Regions from separate parts of the Zea mays genome. Here region 1 is linked to region 2. A link is a contact called in public Hi-C data. All regions are on one chromosome and are shown on one strand. The core of a region is the stretch at or near the end of the contact, and the rest is flanking DNA. Distances in the headings are between cores, read along the strand shown. Region 1 holds the start of LOC103630548 (probable calcium-transporting ATPase 6, plasma membrane-type). Region 2 overlaps LOC100384100 (a long non-coding RNA gene).

Evidence for each region. Hi-C and Micro-C count contacts between places; a contact is called where the count stands out from the background.
Region 1: a contact with region 2 is called in a Hi-C map of leaf, with 8 times the contacts expected there. The contact joins the promoter of LOC103630548 here to the enhancer-like site in region 2. A contact is called at or near these places in 12 of 25 Hi-C or Micro-C datasets (bundle sheath, ear, endosperm and 3 more) and 2 of 3 datasets of contacts at active chromatin or transcription factors (leaf and seedling).

What each region holds. Positions count from the first base shown.
Region 1 is chr6:167,658,387-167,665,291 of Zm-B73-REFERENCE-NAM-5.0, reverse strand. LOC103630548 (probable calcium-transporting ATPase 6, plasma membrane-type) reads right to left here and starts at 4,737. Exons shown (of 7, transcript XM_008651597.4): 1 at 4,413-4,737; 2 at 1,374-1,428; 3 at 1-1,285. The coding sequence starts at 4,610.
Region 2 is chr6:167,566,292-167,573,389 of Zm-B73-REFERENCE-NAM-5.0, reverse strand. LOC100384100 (a long non-coding RNA gene) reads left to right here. Exons shown (of 1, transcript NR_146418.1): 1 at 1-5,209. Among protein-coding and RNA genes, the nearest start is that of LOC100384100, 7.1 kb to the left of the region's middle. Within about 2 kb of position 4,064, at least 14 of the 20 cell types and tissues checked have an H3K27ac peak or open chromatin away from gene starts, as enhancers often do. A contact at or near this core is called in bundle sheath, ear, leaf and 3 more, where this site is marked.

The sequences.
Region 1 (6,905 bases), core at 3,488-5,987, 91 kb before region 2:
GCAGTGTTCACAAATATTCCCTGAACAAGTAAGTCCACAGCACTTTCTGCAGTAGCATCCTTCAGCTCGTTCATATTTGTATCACTGTTGACAGACTTGGATACATCGCCCATCCAAACCTTGTCAACGATCATGTGGTTAGTCGTCAAAGTTCCAGTCTTATCAGTGCAAATACAACTTGCTGAACCCATGGTCTCACACGCAGCGAGATGTCTCACTAGCGCTTTGTCATTCATCAACTTCTGCATGGCAAACGCGAGGCTAAGAGTCACAGCCAGTGGTAGACCCTCGGGCACTGCGACAACGATGATTGTCACTGCAATAGCAAAGTAGTTCACTATTGTCAGCGCATCATTTGCTGACCAATTTGACAACCCAACATGCATTCCTTTGTCCACCAGGAACCTCACTAGGAGCACTAGAAATGTGAGGATAGCAAACGCCAGCCCGATCTGTCCAATGATCGTGGCCACACCATTGAGCTTAACTTGTAAAGGGGTTTCATCCACTCCATCAGCACTCAGAGTATCCATGACTTTGCCCCATTCAGTACGCATACCAACAGCAGTCACAAGCATCTTGGCAGTCCCATCTACCACCTTACTTCCAGCATGAACGAAAGGCTTTTCTTCAGAAACATCAACTGGTTCGCTCTCGCCTGATAAGCTAGATTCATCTATGACTAGGCAGTAGCCAGAGATGAACAGGCCATCTGCAGGAACCACATCGCCTACTGAAAGATGCAAGATGTCACCCACAACCAGATCATGAATCAGTACCCTTTTGGTTTTCCTATCTCTAGTGACAAGGGCGTATATCTTCTTTTTCTCGTAGTCCAGCTCCATGAACTTCCGTGACTGTTTGTAATCACTGGATGCTGTGACCAGCACCACCAACAAAATGCTGGTTATTATGCCAAGGCCGTCATAGATGCCCTTCGGCCATCCCTCAGTGGCAAGGCCAACCATTAGAGAAACAACGGCACAAACGATTAGAATAATCAACGTCAGGTCATGCAACGCATCCCAGACAAACGTCCAGAAGCTTCTAGGAGGTTTCTCGGTGTGCTTGTTGCTGCCATACAGCTTCTGTCTGGTTGCTATTTCAGTTTCCTTGATGCCATCATCCAATGATGCCTTGATTTTCCTAGATATTCCACTGATTCCACCATGTGACTTGAGGATCGTAGAGTCTTCACGGATTCCAGTAATTGCTGCCAGTTCATCTGGACTGATACAAAATCCTTCTTCGATAAGCTCAGGAGATAGGTGGTATCGTCTTATACCTGTGTGATTTTGTGATCAAGGTTAAATGCAACAGGGTGATGATAGTAAGAGAAGAAAGCCAGACAGTATCAGTTGATGAATCCACACCGTCCATAAAATGCAGCGCTGCCTTGTGCACATTAATTACAACCTGAACTTTTCCCTGGTAACAAACGCAAATATCATTCTTCAAAAAAAAAACGCAAATATCTCTTAGACAAGGAAACATATTTTGTACTCATCCCTACATATATAACGTTTTCCAAAAAAAAACTTTAGAAAATAAGAGTCATGAATTACTATTAGACTTTGACTGTATGTTTTTATGCTGGATCTTGTATTCAAATAGTTCACGATCAGTAATTGCAAAAATATTATGATAACTTAATGATATTAGGTCATGATCAGTAATTGCATTCCATACATCGTGCTCACCCTATCTTTTTTTTGAAATAAATAGCAGAAGCTCTGCCTAATCATTAAAATGAGAGAGTTCAGAAAACACACTGTACAAGTCCAAAGACCGAGACAATACAGACAATCAAACACCATGTGAGGAAGGCTTCCAACAGACCCGCACAAAGCAGCTAAACCACTGCAGCAGCCCTGTTGCTGGAGAACATAGCTCTCTTGAAAGTGAACACATTCTCTTTAATCCTCAAGGCTAATTGGATAGGGATAAGGCCGCTGTTTTCAAATATCCTCCGATTTCTCTCCTTCCAGATGTTCCACATGGTGTATACATCGTGCTCACCCTATCACCCATTTTTCTCATGTTTGCATCATGACAACCACGTAGAAATCAAGATGATGAAATTATCGAGTTTGGCCATGAGGGAAGCCCGTGATCGAAGATGCAACGAGGAAGGCACCTAACATCTTGAACTCCTATTTTATATTGAAACTGAAATCATATTGTTTTAGTGTTAGCTTCTATCTATATTGTACCTCCCTTATGCACATTCGTCCGCCAGCACCATGCGTTCGCGCCACCCGCTAGACCGTCACTCCCTCCCTCCCTTATGTCAAGCCCAACAGTCTGTCGCTGATGCCCTATACTCTGCACTGTAGATGGCCAAACAGACCTCTATACTCTGCACTGTAGATGGCCAAACAGACCACACGGCCGACATTGGCATTGACACTATAAGCGGCGGAGGGCAAAAGGAAAACAAGGTAGGGCAATTTACCTAGTAGCTAATAGAAAAATGAGAAAAAGTGAGCAAATATTGCAACATTGTGGGAATCAAACCCACAACCTGTAGATGCAAAGGTCGGAGTGCAACCACCCGCCACATACACCTTCATCATTAGAACGAAAGATACAAAGGTTTTGAAAGTTGAGGTATGGCAGCTGACATACTAAGGCATACCGATTCCTTTGCCACTTGACACTATAAAGCATGATACTATTAGGCACGATACTATTAGATATTGTTAATAATCGTGTCGTGTTGTGTGTGTTAGCACTAGTACCTAACATCGGCCCAGACACGACACTATAATGCTTAATCGTGCCATACCACCATTATAATATGACACTAGGACCTAGTAGTGTTTGTGCCAACCTAAGTACTATTTCACTTTAAGAGCTCAAAAAGATCTAGAACATCTTTAAGATTACATATATAATTTTAAAATATGAACATTGAAACCATTATAGGACGGGTTTATTATATTTAAAACAATAACAATTCACAATCACATAGACACATACATCACAATCACATTTATGGACCGCCAGTTCGCCTAAGTCGTGTATAATCGTGCCAACAACTTAATTGTGTCGTGCTCATGTCGGGGGTGACGACCTTGGACCCCGTACCAGCACATGCACTATATATATCGTGTCAATGTCGTATCGAAGTACTACGGGTCCTATCGTGTCTAACATCGACCCATTTAGCACGCCCCACATGACCGTATATAGTATGTACCACGTTCATGTATGTCGTAATCATCAAAGCTCCCAACCTCCCAGTCATCTCATCCACTACCACCGCGCCTACACCAAATTCCCCTCCTCCTGCTCCATCTTCGGCGTAGACTCGGATCCTCTGCACTGCAGAGGACATCTGTGACCATATGTAGATCCACTCGCTAGATCCACCTAATAGCCTCTACAGTCGACTGACTGCAGAGGATCTAAATCCTTTGGTCCCTGAGGCAAGACCTTCTTGGTCTCCATAATGGTCGACACCACCGGCGATGACGAGGTCATCGGGATGCCGCCGTGATTCGAAACGGAAGGGTGGACAGCTAGAGCTCATGGATTGGGCTTACCCGTGATGGCGAAGTAGGGCCAGCGGGAAGGAGTTCATGGACCTGGAAGCGCAGCCTTAACCATCTCTTCGACACTGATGACTTGCTTGCTCGAGGTATGGCTGGCGTGGCACTAGTGCCTCCTCGCGTGCCATGTGGCGGCATAGCCAGCTTGCTCGCCAAGCAAAAACGTGGCTGCTGGCACGACCACTTGTCTTTAGGCTATTCTCAAATGCACATTTAATAGTGTATCATATCAGTGTTTTAGATGACATGCCATACATTTAAGATGAATGAGTTTTGTGAGATAAAATTAGTTTTATGGGGATAAAACCATGTCAACACGTTTCCAATGCCTTAGAAACCGTGTGAAACCTTCATTAAGAGTGATTTGTTTCATCTTCACATATTTTACTAATTTCTATTGTTCATTCAGTTGTAGCATTTAATTGGTAGGTTAGTCTACCAAATAATGAAGTGAATTTTTGCATTTAGAGATACTGTTTCATTCTTAGTTTTATGACACTCTTGATGATGTGGTAGTGTTGTAAAGAGGGTTACGAGGCCTTTTTTGAGAGTGGTGCTGAAGGAAATGAAGTCGATGAGTCGATGAAAAACGATCAAGCTCCTGAGTAGCGATATGGATCTCGAGTACAAAGGCAAAGCAATGGCCTGCCAGAGGTGAGCGTGCTCGTCCACATAACGTACCACGGCTCAAGGCTGATCCGGACCGAGGAAGTTTCCTAGCAATTTCGCAAGCCCGTAATGCGCATTCACTGTTTTGAACGGCGCAATTCAACGAAAGCGACGCGGAGAAGGATTCCAATTCTACGGCCTGTACGGCTGTACAGCTGCGCCGGTGCCGGCCCAGAGGGAGGTACGTACCAGGATGTTGCGGCGCTGGGCGTCGTCGAGGGCGTGGAGGCCTGAGAACATGCGGAAGCGGCGGCGGCGGTTGCGGACGACGAGGCCGACGGCGCGGCGCCAGCGGAGGCGGGCCTCGCTGGGCGGGTTCTTGGCGGGGATGTCGAAGTGCTCGTTGAGGTAGCTATCGATGCTCCAGCTCTTGCTGCCCGAGTCCATGCCGGCGCCGCGTTGCGCCTCTGCTCTCGCGCTTCGCCTTCTCCCGCGCTGCGTGCGCTCGCTGCATTGAAAGGCCGGAAGCGGAAGGAATATAAACCAGCAAAACTATTGAAAGGCCCCCACTTGTGTGACAACTGACAATATATAAAGTCCAAAAAAATCCCCCCTCTCCCACCGAAGTAGTGGTAAACGTCAAACGTTTGAAATTTCTGATAGGATATGAACTACGGCAGGGGTGGGAAAAAAATGTGATGCAAGTAAATTTTCATGTGACTGCACGAGGTATGCGTTCGTGGCTAAAAAAGAAAAAATAATGAAGAGCTTGAAACTTGTTAGCAAGTTCTTTTCTTCACACACACCTTGGAAGTTGGAACGATGCACAGAATTGGCAGCGAAATTTCAAGACGCTTCCCGGGAATGAATTATATATACATGCACCCAGTTCATGCGCAGGACAGGCTCTAACAGCTAGCTAGCTGGCCTTTTCTTTAACCGAAGCTGTTAAACTTCGAAGATAAGCACTCCAAACGCTCAAAATGTCAACTGATTCAGACGACGGGAGAGCATCAATTCTTCATTTACACTAAAAGCTAGAAGAAAAAACTCTACTTCACCAAGCTCATTGTTATATTTTATTGAGGATAACAGAGAATTAATTCTCATCAGCTCTTCACTCTAGGACTAAGATAGAATCACTCTACCAGAAAATCAAGGAATAGAGCTGAAGTATTAAAGAGCGGAGCTCCCCTAAACGGCTAAACAAGACCTTTATCACTAAACCAAAGGAAAATAAGGTTTAGAGATCAAGAATTTAAGAGAAAATGAATATCAGCCTATTTTGTAATTGGGGGTGGAAAATCGAAACTGGAAATAGAATTTGGCAAAAAAAAATGCACAAAAAATAAATAAGGGTGGTACCCTCCGTTCATTTTTATTTGTCACACTTTAATTCAAAAATACACTATCGAATGATAAATATTTGAGAACGGAGATAGTATTACACAACTCAAAAAGAATAATAATAACTCCTCGTGTGGAATGATTCGTTGAAAGTTACAAATATCTAATTGAGGGGTAGGTCCATGGTGGTGGGCAATGGTACAGCTACAAGCTTTTGCATGGTAGATGGCGTGACCAATGTTAGGACTTTCCTTGGGTGATTTCGATCAACAAAGGGAATGCAGAGATACGGAAAAAAACACAAAGTAAACATATTGAAATGCATAAGTAAACAACATTATAGCATCCAAGACTTGCCTTGATCGGGCGACAAACCTAAGGAAACTCGGACATGACCCTGGCTCCACGACGCTCTATATAAACTAAGAGAGGATTTATTCTCTGAATGAGTCAGTGCATCCACCAATCCTTATCGATCACTAAGAAGCGCTGGAGAGGTCAGATGCATGTGCTCCGCATCCAAGCCAATGCCGGTGGCGCCCAGAGGGACGCGCTACGCCCCCAAGCCACTGAAGCGTCGATTCAGAGCTTGTGCTCTTGAATTGGTGAACTCCATCACCTCTGCTACCACTACACCAACCAGAGAGATCGTTATAAGTGTCGTATACAATTTTCCTACCCAATTCCGTATAAGATTAAGTTATATACGTGATCTACTGATCCTGTAATAGACTAAGAGATCTTGTAGGTAATCACTCATTATGTTAATCCTATTTTTAACTAATATTTGGTATCATAGCCATCTTAGTCTATCTAGATCCATCACCAGCACCTAAGTCTTAAGGATGAGCCCCTGATCATGTTGGTTTTGATTGGTTTGTGCCAGATAGTGGATAATGATGTGTTAGATGCTTGTTTTATGTGAAATTAGCCTCAGTATATTAGATTCATGCAAGCATCATGCACGATTTGATATTTAAGTTTAAGTTTTTCCTTAACAAGTTCAAGTTTTAGTTCAAATTCTTGAGCTATCTAAAATTCCATGACCCTAGTGAGAAAAATATGCGCCTAATTTAAGTAGATCAGTGTATGTTTAGGCCAAATCATGATGATTAAAGTTAAGAAATTAAGGTTAGATTAAGGATTGAATTGTGGAGTAGGTCTAGGGTTTCACTGTTTTCACGAAATTAGTCCAACTTAAGAGCAATTAGAGGCTAATTCATGAAACTAAGCATGCATAAGCAATTAGGAGGGAAATTGCATGATTAGAAAGCCAAATTAGAAAATTCCCAAAATTACCATCCCATAACCCTAACCCTAAGATGAGAAGAGACCTACCAAGTTCCTATTGACGGCCACATGTGGCATAATGAGCCATCGCGCGTGGACGTTGTA
Region 2 (7,098 bases), core at 2,815-5,314:
TATACACATTTCTGTCCGCTGCAATTCTTAAATGTTTTAAATTGGGGCTGGTTGTTTTCTCCAGCATCTCCTGCAATCAGAAGTTCTGAACTGTTCAGAGTTCCTTGTTTGTTCACTAACCATCCTTTGTCAATCTTCTTTGAAAATTAGCTTTCCTCATAGGCTTCCATTTGTTAGTAAATCTGCGCACTTTTAGGAGACTCGGAGTTCGTCCTAGATGCAAAAGTACCTGGCTGGTTATGGAGAGGTCAGCTGAAGGCTGGAGGTTTGACTTTGTTTTTGATATGTCAATCACTGGTGGGTGAAGATTGCCACCGGATTAATTTGAAGCTTGATCGCCCTTAATTAGAAAAATGTTATTAGCTGGATCAGGTGGTGTTTTGGAGGTAGATTTAAACATTTTGGAGGTGTTTTTGAAGTTTATTGCATCTGGAGAACATCGTTTGGCTCTACCTCTCTTTTATTGGTACTCTTAAATTTCTTGTTCCTTACATTTGGGATGGTGATTCTCTACTTGTACAGCAACTGGATTGTATGGACGGAGGAGCCTGAATTAGATTCTGTTTCTGCATGAGCAATAAGTTATAAACTGTTCAGGATTCCCTTGGTTTGCTGTCAAGGTTGTTCGAAACTTTTGCTGTCAATGGTCTTAAAAATTTACTTCCCTCGTAGGCTTTTGATGTTCTGGTACTGGATGTGCAGTTTTGGGAGGCATTGCTACAGAGATATGACTTCCAGCTGAAATTGTTGCCCATTGATACACGCTTTATCCTGTTCCTATGATATTTGATGAATGTTCATGCTGTTTGTGTTCTCAGTTGTCACTATCAAATAGGTAGTTATCCGAGGGTGGTCTCATTGATTGCAGATCTCTAGGTGATAACTGGGTATGAAGGAACCAGTTTGCATCTATTCAGACCTACAACCTTCAACTTGCATTGTGTTTGTTCAGTGTCTTGTACCTTGAAGTAGATAATGATTAGGGTCATTATTGCAGGTCTTACTGATATTTTTTTTTGCTTGGGCTTGTCATCGTGGATTATGTGTTGGAGGTACTAACTTATTCTTGTATATGAACCATGATACTTGTGAGACTGCTTCGAACCTGTTACATGGTGACTTGAGAGCTATTGTACCAGCCCTGCTTCAAACTCGTGACATGGTGACTTGAGACCTCTCTCGCATTTGTACCAGGCCAGTCCTTTATGAACCAGAATACTACGTTAATATTCAGATACTTCTAATTTAATCTGCAGTGGTAGAAGGTAATGATCATGTTTTAACTTCAGAGATTCAACTGGAGATCGCTAGAACTACAGTACTACAACTTACATTTAATCAAGCTTGTTTCTGCTTTATCATGCTATGCTCTGACTGAAGCATTAATTCTTGTGCTGCTGGTATTCTGTGTTCTGCAGACCATTTAGCTCAAATAATTGGTAGTTCAACTGTCATAATGTTCGGTTTGGGATTTCTATCTGTGGATGCTTCGTCTGGCTTATCTATGCTTTTAGGTGCTTCATCTGGCTTATCTATGTTTTTGCGCTCTCGCTGTTGCATGTGTTGCAGGATGTTGACAATTGGAAATCCATGTAGCAAATAAATGATTTTGGAACTGGGGGCAGGTCAGAGTCTAGAGCATGTTATGTTGGTTTTGTCACTTGTTTTTGGTGATTTCAGATCTGAATGGCTGACATTCTGTCTCTCCATCGATATTTAATAGTAAAGCAAGGTTTGAGACCTGGATTTATTGGGTACTGTAGACATTGGAGGTGGATTTTCCTCAATTGGAGATATTGGCAAATTGGAAAAAATTGTGACTTGACCTGTGCTGCAAAAACCTTTAAACAAGGAGGCTTCTAATTCATCTCTATGAACAGTCCTCTCCAGTTACTTTTTGAACCAGTAACTTTTTCAAGTTTGTGCAGATGCACACAGAAGCTGAGAGAGAATTTCCAACAATTGTTGTCTCCAGAGTCCATCCTTGTTCCACTGGCCATTTGGTTCGCCTTGGATTTGAAGGTTCATTAAGTCTATCTATCCTTGAACCAAAATAGAAAAAAAATCATAGAAGAGTTCTTTGGTAAATATAAATTGTGCACTAATAATTTTGCAAGTTGCATCTATGGATACCTTCACTTTTGGTATCCAGAGAAAACCTGTGCATTAAATGTGAAGCTTGATGACTTGGACTGACCTGTTGTTTGCATGCTCTGCGGTAGTTAGATGATTCACATGATCACAACCACGGCGATGCTGTGCAGAGTTTGCTCTAACTACTCTAACTATTGACTGCACATCACCTTCCGGCTCACTTGTTTGAGACACATCTTATAATATTCTTCAATCTAACCAGAGCTCACCTAATACTTCTGCTCATATCAGCCATTTTTTTGGATCCAGATGTCTGATAAGTTGATGGATGTTTGGTTGGATTTCTGCAGTTGGAGCTAAGGTGTGGATTGCTAGTTAGACATTCTGAGTTCTAGACATTTCCATCTATGGAGTCTTCCTTCCAGTGATAAATTATTCTATGCACTAACTTTATTTTTAAGCTGTCTTTAACCTATATGCCATCATACGATGGTGCAGGTTCACTATTATTCTTGATTTAAGATTTTTAAAACAATTGGTTCCTAGTAGGATGTTTTACCTGAGCGTATGACCGTATGTTCATATTTTATAGTCCAAAATTCTCGATTTCTCTGTTAGGGCCCATACTAATGTTAGTCTAGTTCTTGGATTGCTTCTGATTGTACTTTGGTATAACCCCCTTACTCAATATGGCCATTCTTTATCAAATTCATCATATTGCACAGTTCCTTTCAGTAATATATTAGGCATTAGATATTATTATCAGCAAATGCTACTTGCTAACCGTATTCCTTTTTGAGTTGTAATATGTGAAATCTGAGAGATCGATCTTGTGGCACCGTTAGTTTTGTTGGTTATCATTAGATTGATTGCCTGGAACAAATGGAACACCTCCTCAGTCTGGTTTGTGACGTTGGCCCCCTTGCCTTTTTAGAACATTGTTCATTTGTTCTGTAATTTCCTCACTCTGGACTTTCCATCTGACGCATCTTATCCTTTGTGGAACAATAACCAAGAAAGATTCTGCTGCTTCTGTTCCTGCCAAAAGTAAATCTGTCTGAACAAACTTGTTTGGCTGAACTATTGTTGCCCTTGATTACATATGTGACTGTCTTGGGGATGCAACTGTGGAGTCTTTGAGATGGAACTGTCCTTTGTGGAACAATAACCAAGAAAGATTCTGCTTCTTCTGTTCCTGCCAAAAGTATATCTGTCACAAACTTGTTTGGCTGAACTATTGTTGCCCTTGAATACACAAGCCTATGTGACTGTCTTGGGGATGCAACTGTGGAGTCCTTGAGATGAAACTGGATTTACACAAAAGTAAATCCTTTGTGGACTAGCAGTAGTTGCATATACATGGATGGGTTGAAGTTTAGCCATCCTGGTTCATATTCATGTAGTGCAGTTCATATTCATGTTGATATGCAATACAGGTTGGTGTTTGTTCAACTTGAATGCAAGCTAGGATCGGTTGCTTCTATTTATGTAACTCTGTATTATCTCCAGATTAGTATATTCATATATTCATCTTGTTATATGGTGCACTAGGATCTTGAACAATAATTTTATTGGAGCTGGTTGTTGTGGCAATGGAGCATCTTCTACCTAGGCCAAATGAGATGGAGTCTGTGGCATGTTTTGGTTTGAGTCCGGTCATTCCATGATTTTTATTGGAGCTGGTCTTGTGGCAATTGAGCATCTTGAGCCTAGGCCAATCTAGATGGAGGACTCCTAGTTTTATTGGCGAAGATGTTTTTGTGGAGTCCGATCGTTCCATGATTTTTATTGGAGCTGGTCTTTGGCAATTGATGAGCATCTTCTTCCTTGGCCAAATTGGATGGACTCTAGTTTTGGTTTGAGTCCGACCATAGAATGATTTTTATTGGAGCTGGTTCTTGTGGCACTTGGGCATCTTCTCCCTTGGCCAAATAGGTGGACTCACTAATTTTGTTGGACGAGATTAACTGTGGAAGGTTTCGATGTTTTACAATTGGAACACATTCACTGTTCATTCCTGAGTATTTAAACGCGATACTTCAGATACCTTCTCGTACTAGGTTTACTTATTGATCATAAAAAAATTCCTGTTTTTTTACGTAGCGTCTTTGTTGCTTCTCTGTTGTTTTACACATGTGCTCTGCTGCTTTGTATTTTACTGCTTCTTTGTTGTTTTACACATGTGCTCTGCTTCTTTGTTATTTTACACGTGTGCTCGATGTTCATCCATAAAATATGCTAAAAGAATAGCTACTTCGTTTGGCGCAAAAACCAGTTACGTGTTTTGTTTATTTTTATAATGTCTGAGAACATGATTTTTTTTTTGTTGTATTATTTGTGTTCCCTGTTTGTTTGTTTGTTTGCGGTTTAACACTGCCTTTGCCGGTCCCAAGCCCGGATGCGAAAATGTGGAGGGAACTGCAGGTTGCTTGGCGAACCGTTCAGGTTTAGTGTTGAGACTTCCTTTTAAGACATGCTGTGCCACTGAATGAACGCATCATAATGAACTTGGACAATTGTCAGGCGCGCAGCAAGTTGCTTACCTGAACCCGTTTCATCTATTGAGATGTGGGAATTAAAGTTTGAGCCACAGGCACCGGCTGACAGACTTATCATGAAAGCGTCTTCGAAATGGACACCTAACGCGCGTTAATATTGTTTATCTTAAATTAGCGTACCTCAACGTTATCGTGGAGATAAACCAGCATATCAATAGCAGTATCTATCCAGCTCCTTTTTTTACGCTACCTGGACGTTTTTAGCTAATTTTATCAGACCTAGCAGTAATCACAGAGCTGTCAAACAAAACTGTCAAACAGAGCAGAAAGATGAAGTTTTCTGAAACTGAGGAAATAACCATACCCTAAAGTTCGCTGCTCGCAGCGTCGGCATGGTGTGCTTCATTGATAATGTGTGTTCAGACGGGAGAAGGAGAGAAAGCGTGGGGCACGTCACACGTAGGAGGGTGTGTTTGGTTTGGCTTTGGCTTTTGCCTCTCTAAAAGCCAAAAGCCAACCAAAGGGCTGGATCCAGGAAGCAGCTTTTTCTAAAACCTGACTTTCTCGCAGTGTAAATCTGAAAGCATCCCTGGATCTGCTTTTAGTGGCTTTTCGGATGAAACTGTGAAAACATATATCGAAGAACTTTTAATGACTTTTAGTGATTTCCACTAAACGGTTTTTAGCTTTTTAACAGCTTACAGCCTACAGCAGCTTTTTCTACAGCTCACAGCCCACAGTAACTTTTTTCACAGCCACAGCCCAACCAAACAGACCCGGAGTACAAGAGGACAATATTCTTCTAATGGTAAAATGCATTTTCGGTCCTAAATCTTGTCTACATGTGTCAATTCGACCAATAAATAAATAAAATGTCTGTTTATATCTCTGTTACGTTCTAACGTTCGCCGGTTAGTGGGGGTATGGCACCCTAATTTCGGGATGGGGGGTCTCACCGGCGTCGGCGTGCACCACGGGCCGCTGCTCACCGTGATTAAGTGTTTGTGTTGGATTGTCCACGGCAATTACTAGACCAATAAGCTCGGGATGTCTTGGGCTTGGTGTCAATGTCACGGGGATCCGGGATTTGCAACTCGGGTGCCAGGTCGTTTGTCTCGGTGGGCTCGCCGCCGCGCCACCGTTTGGTCGCGCCGAGGGTAGGAGATGACGGGGGGCGTTGGATTGGTACCGACGGCTCGGATTAGCGGCAGGTTACCGTTTCGGTGAATGGAATCATGACCGTTGATATTGAATCCTAAGGCTGAATGCAGATCGCGTTTCATAAAACCTTATCCGTCGATCTTAGATCCTGCGACCCTTAACCCGTACCGGTTCAATTTAGGTTAGTCGTGATTGTGTTCGTTCGGGTTTGATCGGACGGTTGGGATCGCATGTGGTCATGACGCCAAGGTAGAATTGTATAAGAGCCCCTCTACTTCCGCGGTATCAACCCGTAGTCCTGGCGGACGAATTCTGAGTCTTATGAATAGTTGTGCAATGGCCCCAGTTTTCGGTTAAATCTTGCGCCGAGTCCAGGAGCTAGAAAATCAAGGGAAAAGGAAATATCAATTTATTTTATTGTAAAAATAATTGTTAGAACTTATTTAATTCCTAGCAAATTCATATTAATTTCAAATTGATCCATTCCAATTTCTATAATTTTGTAATAATGTTGTTCATCACATAGTGTCTCTATTTTGACATGAAAATCGTATTAAAATTTATCTCTTAGTTAATCATGTATCAAATACATAAAACCTTCATAAATTCTTTTTCCTATGATCATATTTTAATATGTAGATTATTAATATGAATTTTGTATACATGTTTGGTGTGATAGTAATTTCCTCTTTGTACTATGCTTGTTTGTATTGTGGCGAGTAGAAGAGCCAGTGTCTGGTGATTCCGGTGTTCAGCAGGTAGAAGTTGCTGAGCAGGAGCTCTTTGAAGGCAAGTTGTGCCCTTGACCACTTTTATTACTGTAGGATCTAGGACACCGGCTAGAGGGGGGGTGAATAGACGGTTTTGACTAAAATAAAAAACACTAGGGAAATTTAATCAATATAACAAGAGGTATAAATTCTCTAGTGATAACAAGTGAACAATCTATGAGAATCAACTAGGGTGATTGAATACTTGAAGAACAATATGCAAAATACTAATCACTTGCACGGCAATAAGTAATGCAAGAAAGTAAAGACACCGAATTTTATCTCGTGGTATCGGTGATTTTCTGATCACCCCTAATCTATGTTGAGGTGGACTTCAAGCTCTCACTTGCTCCTCTATCAAGACACGGCTTGATCATTGAGCCAAGTGGACAAGAAATCACTCAATACCTCGATTCCACTAATGTCACCTTTGCCGCTCCGGCGAGGTAGGCGCGAACCCCTCACAATCAACACCGCGACTTCTCCACAATCTTCTTGGAGAACTCGACGGAGACAATCACCCGAGCCGTCTAAGAGGCGGCAACCTCCAAGAGTAACAAGCCGATGACGCTTGT